Regions from separate parts of the Pan troglodytes genome. Here all the other regions are linked to region 2. A link is a contact called in public Hi-C data. All regions are on one chromosome and are shown on one strand. The core of a region is the stretch at or near the end of the contact, and the rest is flanking DNA. Distances in the headings are between cores, read along the strand shown. Region 1 overlaps RAD51B (RAD51 paralog B). Region 2 overlaps RAD51B (RAD51 paralog B). Region 3 overlaps RAD51B (RAD51 paralog B).

Region 1 (3,034 bases), core at 110-2,609, 420 kb after region 2:
GCTCTGAAAAAGAGTAAGCACCAGACCTGAAAGAAACATAACAGAGGCCGGGCGCGGTGGCTCACGCCTGTAATCCCAACACTTTGGGAGGCCAAGGTGGGCGGATCACGAGATCAGGAGATCGAGACCATCCTGGCTAACAGGGTGAAACCCCGTCTCTACTAAAAATACAAAAAATTAGCCGGGCATGGTGGTGGGCGCCTGTAGTCCCAGCTACTCAGGAGGATGAGGCAAGAGAATTGCTTGAACCCAGGAGGCGGAGGTTGCAGTGAGCTGAGATTGCGCCGCTGCACTCCAGCCTGGGTGACAGAGTGAGATTCTGTCTCAAAAAAAAAAAAAAAAAGAAAGAAACAGAACAGAAATGTTGTTAGCTCCTTCTCACTTTTATCTCTAGTTTGAATGAGTGTGTTTGTGAAAGGCAAATGCCTCTGGGGTTCTTGCACAGTCCTGGGCACCACTGGGAGGAGAGAGGGCAACCTAGAGACATTTGTGTTCCTGGTAAACAACTGAAAATAGGCGGAGCCTTTGTGCACTGAACCCAGCTACTTTCAAATCGCAGTACTTCCCAATTGCAAACTTGGTGCAAAAAAACCTACATTGCCACAGTTGAGACTTTCATGAGGAAAGATTTTGGGTACAAGATAGTTTTTCATACCACTTTGCTTACCCCTGAGACTGCAAAGTACCATGTCTCCTTGTTTTATAGAAGCCAAAACAAATTCTATCGATAAACAGAATTTTGAAACTCTGGTATTTTCAGAAATTTGTACTGTGCATAAAGTAATGGTTTGGTTAATTAACATAGGTGATTAAACAATAAAGTGATGCATACCCATTTCCATAGAAAATATATGCATATATAAAAGGAATTTTACAGATAAACTGTATGATATATCTGTTAATATATCATGTTTTATTTTCAGTGTTTTTGTGTATTCTTAATGTCCCCCAGTATGGAGACAGGCTCATCTCCAGGTGTGCAGGCTCTGAGTGAAGGGGGCCTCCTCATTGGAGTGTGCAGGGGCCTCCTCATTGGAGTGTGCAGGGCTCTCCTGCGGCGGCGCCCACTCTCTGTCCTCCTTCCCCGTTTTTGTTTGCCACCTTGTGGTTAACATAGCTCTGTGGCTCAAGGAGGAGGGTTGGGCCCGTATCATCTGTGAAGGTAAAATGCATACATGCGATGCTGCAACACAGTCTTTCTCCCGGCGGGGAGTGGGAGTGTGTGTGCGCACGCGTGTGTGGGTGCAGTGAAGGTGGAATTGCCCACTTAGTGAGACTCAGAGTCTACCCTCAACCACTGTGCTTCTGTGTGCTCCCGTGTAGGCTGGAAGTCGTATCAGCCGCTCCATTGCACAGAGATTGCAGAGAAGGGGCCACATCGGTCAGTGTTAGCGTCCACAGGAGGAAGTTGTGTGGTGGGAAGGCCGCTTCTGGCTGGACTGCAGGCTTGTTTGCCCACACGCGCCCCAGTGAGAGCGAGGCCTCCACGGGCTTCCTTCTCCAGTGCGGGGAGTGTGTGGCGAAGGAAGTGTCTGCTGCTGAGCTCAGCTTTGCTTCGCCATATTCCTTCCCAATCCGCTCATCCTAACCCTCTCTCCTTCCGCCTCCATCCTCCCTGCTCTCCGATTGCCCCAGTGTGTGTGTCCCCTTCCCCAGCCACCCCTCTGATCCCTGACTACCCTCTTCTCCCTCCCTCCCTCTGCGCCCACTCCTCATCGCGGGCCTCAGGGGAGCCCTGTCTCCACTCAAGACACCCGTGAAACAGAGGGAGACACTAGCAGTCAGCGGGCACTTTGTGGGGAGGGCCAATTTAGAGGACAGATTGACCAGGGCGAGCAGCAGGATATCTAGAAAGACGCTTTGCTTCTAGGGAGCGGGAGCCTAATCCCGTTACAGGCTGGAGGGAGACTCCTGGGGCCGGCAAGCCTCCTTCCCGCTGTGCCTGGAGGGATATCATTGGAGGACCGCCGCGCGCGGTGGAGGGCTCCGCTCGCCAGCAGCCCCCTCCCCCAGCCCCTTCCACTCTCTTTTCTTTTGCAGTGACACATACTGCAGTGCCTCTGAGGTCATTTGTTTCCCACAGCCTCACAGGGCGCTGTGGCAACAAGGGGGACAATGATCTCTCACAGGAATGATGGGAGGCCTTGTTTTGCCTTAAATAAGCCCCTTCAAGGGAGCAGTAAGGTCTGTTGTGTGTGTGGTTTGTTTTTTCAGAAAATCCTCTTGCACGTAGTTCCAGTGTGAAGTACTCTGGCAACTTCAATTGAAGACATAAAGAATCTTATGTGTGTGTGTGAGGGTTTAATTTTATTTTTATTGCTGCTTTGAGACCAGGATTGTGTTTTCCCTTCTGCCAGTTACCCTTTTCCCGCTCAAGCTCCCTGGACCTCAGCATTCTTTCAATAGTTTTAGGGCAGGAATTGGCAGGTGTTAGGGGCAGAGAGACGCCCATGTCTGGGTGCTGGCTTCTGACTGCCCTTAGCTTTGGTGAGGGAGTGAAGGTTAGCGTGGCAGGAATGTAGTGCTCCTACACATTTCTCATCCTATCCTGGGTCTGAGGAAAGCACAGGGCACTGGGTGGCTAGGGCTGGGATTCACAACAAAGTGACAGTGGAGGCTGAGGGAGACGTACTTTATGGGCCACCTCGGAATAGATCATCAGCTTTAATGCCAGAGCTTCAGGGGCATGTGCAGAAAGAAAAAGGCCTGTAAGTAGAATAAAGAGGAGGCAGGTTCTGTGTCTGATTCGGCTGTCCGGTGAGGAAAGATGTGAAGTGATCTCTACCCACACCCTGGTAACACCACTGGAAGACAAAAAACTGTCCTGTTTGTCTTACTGCTCTGTCCTGTGTTTTAAAGTCTTCAAGCTGCTGAAGGCAGTCCCACCTCAGAGCTTACATGCGTACACATTATTATCTGTAAAGGCTTCCTATTTGATGAATCATGGTGTATCATACAATCTAGATATTTCATCTGGAGAAACTGAGATGAGGCAGATTAAAGTCTTTTCCAAAACCACATGAGGAATTAATTT
Region 2 (3,247 bases), core at 292-2,791:
GCAATGGCATGATCTCGGCTCACTGCAACCTCTGCCTCCCAGGTTCAAGCTATTCTCATGTCTCAGCCTCCCAAGTAGCTGGGATCACAGGTGCCTGCCACTGCACCTGGCTAATTTTTGTATTTTTAGTAGAGATGGGGTTTCGCCATGTTGGTCAGGTTGGTCTCGAACTCCTGACCTCAGGTGATCCACCACCTGCCTTGGCCTCCCAAAAGTGTTGGGATTACAGGCGTGAGCCACCGCACCCAGCCTTCCCAGTCTGAATTTCTTAAAAGCTTTTGCTTAGGTTAAGTTGTGGGAGAAAAACTGAACTCACCCAGCTAGCCAAACTATCTCTCTGTTGTCTTTCCACTTTATCCATCTATTTTTTACTTTTTTTGGAAACACAATAACAATAGTGTAGAAGTCTTTTCACATTGCCTGACTCTCCTGTTTGTGTCCCATAAGGTTCCATGTACTCTGTCCAGAACTCAGCTTATTATGTCAAAGGATTCTGTCTGGACTGGTCAGTCAGAGATATAAGTTCTGATTACCTCAGTGTGTGTGTTTGTATCTGTATTTAATGATGTTTGTGCTTGGCTTAGGCTGGGGATTTTGAAATCTTTGCAGAGTTTCCCAATTTGTTGGGCAGTTTTAGAAATGATAGTATCAGTAGGAAAAAAAAAAACACAGAAAAATACAATTTCTTCTTTCATCTGTGTCCCATATTATACAAATGTTCGCTGAAAGCACCAATTTTCTGGGAAAGGTTTTGACTCAGACTTTTTTCACCCTTTACCTCTACTCTCCAATTCATGATTCCTTCTTACAACGTGGTCATGTGCTTGCCCAGGCCTGGCTTATGAACCGTGCAGAATATTTGTGGGGTTTGTTTTTTAAGCCCTAAACTGTGCACATGATGCAGTATTTAATTTGGAATGAGCTCTTAGTTTAGTCACATGTGCTTCTTGTGGTGTTTATCTTGGAATCCACAAGTAGGAGGGAAGTATTTTTGCATTTTATACATCTGGACATTGTTCATGGTCCTTCTGTAACTTGGGAATTCTGTGTGAGGCAAAATCCAAAAAAACAGCATTAAAAATAACACGGAGTTATAATGACATCTGAGTCAAAACCCTTGAGAATACCCTTCTGATCCCAGCAGAGTTTGTTTTTGAGGTGGTGAACTTTTTCAATTGTGTGTGGTTCACTGCTGGCCTGAGGAGAATGCTGGGATTATAAGGTTACCTGACACCCTTGCATGTAGACTAATGGGTTTCCAGACATTCTGAAAGTCTATTGCAGATTTGGCATAGGGGGAAGATTTTGCTTTTTGGCTTAGGGGGAGGATTTTGCTCTAATTTTGCATGGGGTAAAATAGGTAAAGTGAATTCTGCTCACTGTTGCTATGCCTCTGCCACAAGCATTCTAAGAGACCTGTGAGACTGTCCCTATTTCTCTCTTAAACTTGCCTAATTACAGCCAGCTTAGAGCTAAAGTTGACTCTGAGAATGCCTCGGGCTCTGTGTCAGGACTGGGGGTTTAGTAACCTTATCCTTCCCCTGATTTCACATGAGAAGTTGTTTTAAACAGGATTGGACATAGAGATATAGCACAGTACCTCCTCCTTTTGGCTAGGGGTCTGCTAAAGTGGAAAAAGTGGGAAAGGATGTACAGAAACTCCTGCTCTTTGAGCGAGTTTGCATATGGACAGTATTGCTTTTTGGCCCCAGCCTAGTTTTCTTTCATTCCCATGTCTCATCTTTTATGCAGCTGCAGAGAGCAGGCTGGGAAAGCAGAATGAAAGCTTCAAACAGATTTGCACTTGAATAAAAGAAAGAGTGATTTCTCTTGTTCAGAGTACAGACCAGTTTGGGTAGAAAACTGTTTGCTTTTTTACTTTCTGGGTAAGGACTGTTTGCTTTTCTCTCTTTAAATGTAGTAAAGAGAGGAAAAGCTAATAAAGTAGTTGGACCTGCTGGTTATAATTCATAGAGAATTTTCAAATGTGTTTAATAAAGTCTCTCATATAATTATAACAGAAATAAGTAATTGGAGGGGAAAGGTTAAAATCCTGTAGAGGTTTAAGAATCAGTTAAATATGAGGCAGTGTGCTTGGATGAGACAACTAACTAGGAGCTGCTTCTCTTTGCTGATTTCTCTGACCTTTCCTTTTGAGATTTTTTCCTCTTTACTTTCGTAATGCATTTTGCAACTTTCATTAAAAAAATCCATCAATGTTTAAACTTCTAGCAAATAAACATATCCTAGTCCTATTATGGAAATCACAATGTAGCAGAGAATAGCTTGACTTCAGCTAGAGAGACGTTAATGATAGGAACCCTAAGGATTGATACCAAGATCATGCTTGTTTAGTGTTTTAATGACTCCAGAAGGAAATGGTGAAATCTGCTGATGACACCAAATTGTTTTTGCTGATCCAAACAAGGATTTCTGGGAAGCTTCTTCAGAGTATTTGGAATAGTAGAAGAATTGAGAAATATGGTGGCAGACACACTGAACTTAAAGTGAAGGTTTACGTGAAGTAGCAGGAGTAACGTCAATACGTTGAAGTTACAAAGCCTGCCAAATCTTCCAAAAGGAAGATTACGGAGTCTATAGTTTCATGAAAGGAAGACTTAAGACAAAGAACATTTATATGTATAGCAAATGAAAACTATTATGGGAATAGTTGCAATTATAAAGTTCAGTGACTTAAAAATATGATGTCTGAATTTGTTTTTAAATGTCAGCAGTAGTATATCTAAATAGGTGTTGTTTCTCTCGAAATGGTCATAGAAGATTATATACCCATTTTATGCATGCTCCTTTCTTGGTATGTTCTTTTGTCAGTTTTCTGTGGTGGCAGGTCTTTATTTTGCAGGCTGTTTTGAATTTTGAAACAGTCAACTGTCACTTAAAGCCAAGTGTGATAAATAAGACGGGTGGTCAAACTAAGTAATAGATTTAAATATATTAAATATATTAAATGAAATATAAAGTAGTAAAACTTATTTTCTTTTATTGCTTTCAAAAGTGATTCTAAAGGACATTACCAATGAGAAATTGCAAAAATGTTTGTGTACTAATAGTGTTAGATTAAGTTCTTGGTTGATAGATTTCACAAACATCACTTATTTAGATATGTAAGTTACAGGGCTTGTACTAATACACATTTTATTATATTGGAGACAAACCATGTTTATAAGTGATCTTTTTAAAATTTTTTCTTTATGCTCCCTAAATATACACTTAGGGAGGAAGAAGG
Region 3 (3,388 bases), core at 343-2,842, 300 kb after region 2:
TTCTCTTTTTTCTAGCTAGGGAAATATTTTCAAGATTATTAAATTTTTTAAACTTGCGAAGGTTAAAAAATAAAGCATTATTCATATTTTTCCCTATTGTAAACTTTTTTATATTATGCACACTTTTAGGCAGAAACAACTTTCTGCATGTTAATATTTCTAATAGTTTATCTTTTTGGTTAAGTCATCCAGCTTCTAAGAATTATTGAGTAACATCGCTATTAAATTGTCATGGTTGATGTTATTTTATATTTTCTGAGACCTAGACCTTGCTGATTTTTTTGATCCAGGCTTTTCCTTCCTTAGGGAATTTAGTTTCCTTTTGTTCACTTATTTATAGCTCTGCTGTGGGTATGGTTTGGAGCCTTGGTTTTTATTGCTTTAATTGCTTGGTAGTAATTGACACACTGTACACATTCCAGGCCCCATGTTCCCTTTACATATGAATTCACACTACTTGATGACTCAAATAGACTATAATGAATCCCCTTTATCCTGGGATATCTTTGAGATTCTGGGTTACCGTGTTGGTCTGTTTCCTTTAAACATGGTTCTGGCAGTGTTGCCCTACTGGAAACAACTGACCTTTCATTTCTGCTGGTATTTCATCATTATGGGTGCATCCCAATCTAATTATATGTTGATTTGTAATGAACAGAGGCTTCCTCTCATTTAATTTTCTGTTGACTTTATATTCCCTCTGTTTGGAAACCTCCAAGATTATTGTATCAGTTTCAATTTTGTTAAACTGATGTCTTTTCGTGATGACCTGCTTCCAGTGTATTACTTTTTTATTCAGTGATTCTATCAACCAGTGTTATCTGTTAAAAAAAACAAAAACAACCACTGATATGCTGGTGGGCTCTATGCTGTCATCTAAAATGTTATAGAAAGATCTGTTTGTATTGTTATTGTTGCTGTGAATTAGTCCAATGGCCTACCTACTATATAAGATATATTTGACCTTAGGAGTGAAAAAAAAAATCTTAACCGGAATCCTCACTGAAGTCTGATTTGGGTACAATAAGAATTCATCAAAAACATAGAAGCTGCATTTCCTAGGAAATCGAGGCTTTTTCCTGTATTTGGGAGTGGTAAAGAATACGCCCAAGAACTTGGAACAGATAAAACATTGGCAGACAAACAAAAGATCTGTAGGGCAGGACTTCCTTTTTATTCTCCTGAGCTCTCTCTCCCATTGTTTCAGAGAAGATGGAGCAAACACCCAGACAGAAGCTGCTTCAGTATTGTCTTCTATTGATAGGCTGCTTGTGTTCAGTGATTCCTCTGGCCCATAGTGTCTGCTGGACAGTTGGAGGCTTTTTGAAGCCATTGTATTGTTAGAGAATAATTAGAGTGAATGAAACAGTGGGTAGGGGTTAACAACAATTCTTTGTTGCAAGCAATTGGTAGTCTTGGCATCAGTATTGGTAACAAGGCCAATCTACTGGAAGGAATCGAAACAAAAGATGGAAAAGTTGTGGTTGGTTTGTCTGATCCATCCAGCAAATCCACCCATGCATGGCCATTGTGTCCTGTGAGCTCTCTGGAAATGCCTTTGGTCACACTGCATTCCAAGCCACTGGGTGGGTAATCTCTGGGTAGTCTTGTACATGGATTTCCTAGACTTTCCCATAACAAAAATGGCAAGGCACAGGTGTTGTCTTGGCAATTAATCATACACTTTATAAAGAAAACAATGTCCTAACATTTGGGTAGATGAATGGCGTGGTAGAAAAGCCCCATGATGTTTCTTTTGGAAGGAGGGTTAAAGAATGCCGTAACACTAACTAGCTCAGATGTGTCGATTGATACCAAGGTGAAAACATCTAGGCAAAACCATAATCTATGTCCTCATTGTCTCCTCCATCTCCTCCAGACCTACCCTGTCCTCGTCCTAGGAGTTTATATTGTGATCTAGAGGAGGCCCAGCCAGGGTGGGATCTAACAAATTGGGGTGGGTATAAATTTAGTACTTCAAAGATAGTGGCTCTTATTGGAAAACTTTATAAGCTGAATGCCTATCTCCCCCTCACTAATTTAGGGAACTGCAGCTGCTGCTAAATTCTGAGTCAAATAGACTTGCAACTATGGTTGATCAGATTCGTGATGTATTAGTAACACATGGAAGTGGTGCCTTATGTCGGGGCCCTGGGTTCCTACTGGAAACCCATCACTTAGATTTGTATGATATTGGTATGATCTGCTAGTGTGTGATGCTTTGTTACATCCTCTTTTCAAGTCAGCTTTCCACCAGAGCTTCCCAAGAACAGAGAGGCCTGCCTCAAATATTTGGTTCAAATCATGCAACATAAGTTACCTTATATCTCTTTTCCTGTTGCTTATCTAAAAGGACAGAGACTCAGAGGCAGTTTAAAAGTGGAGGTGGGCATGTCTCCAAGGCGATTTATGACTTTAGACGCATATCCCTAAAAGGCGAATTCCTGCTCTCACAAGTTGAATAGGGCTCTAATCCCACAATCTGATTTAGGCCAAGAATGACTTACATTTGAAATCCCAAACCAAGACTGTTCAAGATTGGTATTAAAGTCGGAGCAATGAGGTGGAGGTAGTGTTCACCTCCACATTATTCTGAGAATGGGCCTGACCCTCATGGATCTGTGGGTGTGAGGAGTGGTGGTTGTCAGGAGCCGGGGAAGGTAGTGCGGGGAGTGAAGGAGGGGAGACAGCAGTGTGCTTATTTTCAGTTTGTCAGCTGCTCTGGAAAATGGCCAAAATGAATGAGATACAACAAGCCTTCAGGGCTGCTGTAAGCCAAGGAGAGACAAGGCCCCTCCTTTTAAAAAGCTCTGTGGAATTTAGACTTAAAGTTTTATATGTTATTTTGTTTAGGGTAAATGTGAAATCCCTAAACATTCCCCAGGAAATGTTAGCTCCCAGGAACACACAGTGGGCCCTAACTCCCTGGACAGAAGTACGTCTTGAGGGAGAAAAAAGAATTCAGCACCATTCCATGTAGCCTCCTGGCTCTGTTTGGCCGTGGGAGAAAGATTGATGAGAACCGTGATTAGATCTGTCTCTGTGGCCTCCAGCAGATTATTGGAAAGCCTTGAAAAAAAAAATCTTTTTGATAAAAAAGGATAGAAGTTCCAGTAGACAGGGGAAAGAAAAGGGCTAAATCTTCCAGGCCAAAATATGCCAGGGTTTGTACAAACCAGGGAGATGGAGCAAAGCTGAGCACTTTTATGAGAAGAGGCACTGGCATCAATCTAAAGGAGAGAGAATCTGGGACATTTAAGAAAAGGGGGCTTCCATATGGGAAGAAGGGCTTGTGAACCCAGTGTGGTGGTGAATTCTGTAACAGAAGTCACCAGCTGGGCTTTTTCTAGGCATGAGTTATCTTCTTTACTGGCAATCATGTTCCAAG

Evidence for each region. A called contact is a pair of places that touch in the nucleus more often than the background predicts.
Region 1: a contact with region 2 is called in a Hi-C map of stem cell-derived neural progenitor cells, with 4 times the contacts expected there. The contact joins two enhancer-like sites. A contact is called at or near these places in 2 of 7 Hi-C or Micro-C datasets (induced pluripotent stem cells and stem cell-derived neural progenitor cells).
Region 3: a contact with region 2 is called in a Hi-C map of stem cell-derived neural progenitor cells, with 16 times the contacts expected there. The contact joins two enhancer-like sites. A contact is called at or near these places in 4 of 7 Hi-C or Micro-C datasets (blood, induced pluripotent stem cells and stem cell-derived neural progenitor cells) and 1 of 1 other capture datasets (stem cell-derived neural stem cells).

Annotation. Positions count from the first base shown.
Region 1 is chr15:66,346,767-66,349,800 of NHGRI_mPanTro3-v2.0_pri, forward strand. The region is part of intron 8 of RAD51B (RAD51 paralog B); the gene reads left to right. Among named protein-coding and RNA genes, the nearest start is that of ZFP36L1, 430 kb to the right of the region's middle. Within about 2 kb of position 1,360, at least 18 of the 24 cell types and tissues checked have an H3K27ac peak or open chromatin away from gene starts, as enhancers often do. A contact at or near this core is called in stem cell-derived neural progenitor cells, where this site is marked.
Region 2 is chr15:65,922,935-65,926,181 of NHGRI_mPanTro3-v2.0_pri, forward strand. The region is part of intron 7 of RAD51B (RAD51 paralog B); the gene reads left to right. Among named protein-coding and RNA genes, the nearest start is that of RAD51B, 120 kb to the left of the region's middle. Within about 2 kb of position 1,542, at least 8 of the 24 cell types and tissues checked have an H3K27ac peak or open chromatin away from gene starts, as enhancers often do. A contact at or near this core is called in stem cell-derived neural progenitor cells and stem cell-derived neural stem cells, where this site is marked.
Region 3 is chr15:66,227,664-66,231,051 of NHGRI_mPanTro3-v2.0_pri, forward strand. All of the region lies in intron 7 of RAD51B (RAD51 paralog B), which reads left to right. Among named protein-coding and RNA genes, the nearest start is that of RAD51B, 430 kb to the left of the region's middle. Within about 2 kb of position 1,593, at least 7 of the 24 cell types and tissues checked have an H3K27ac peak or open chromatin away from gene starts, as enhancers often do. A contact at or near this core is called in stem cell-derived neural progenitor cells and stem cell-derived neural stem cells, where this site is marked.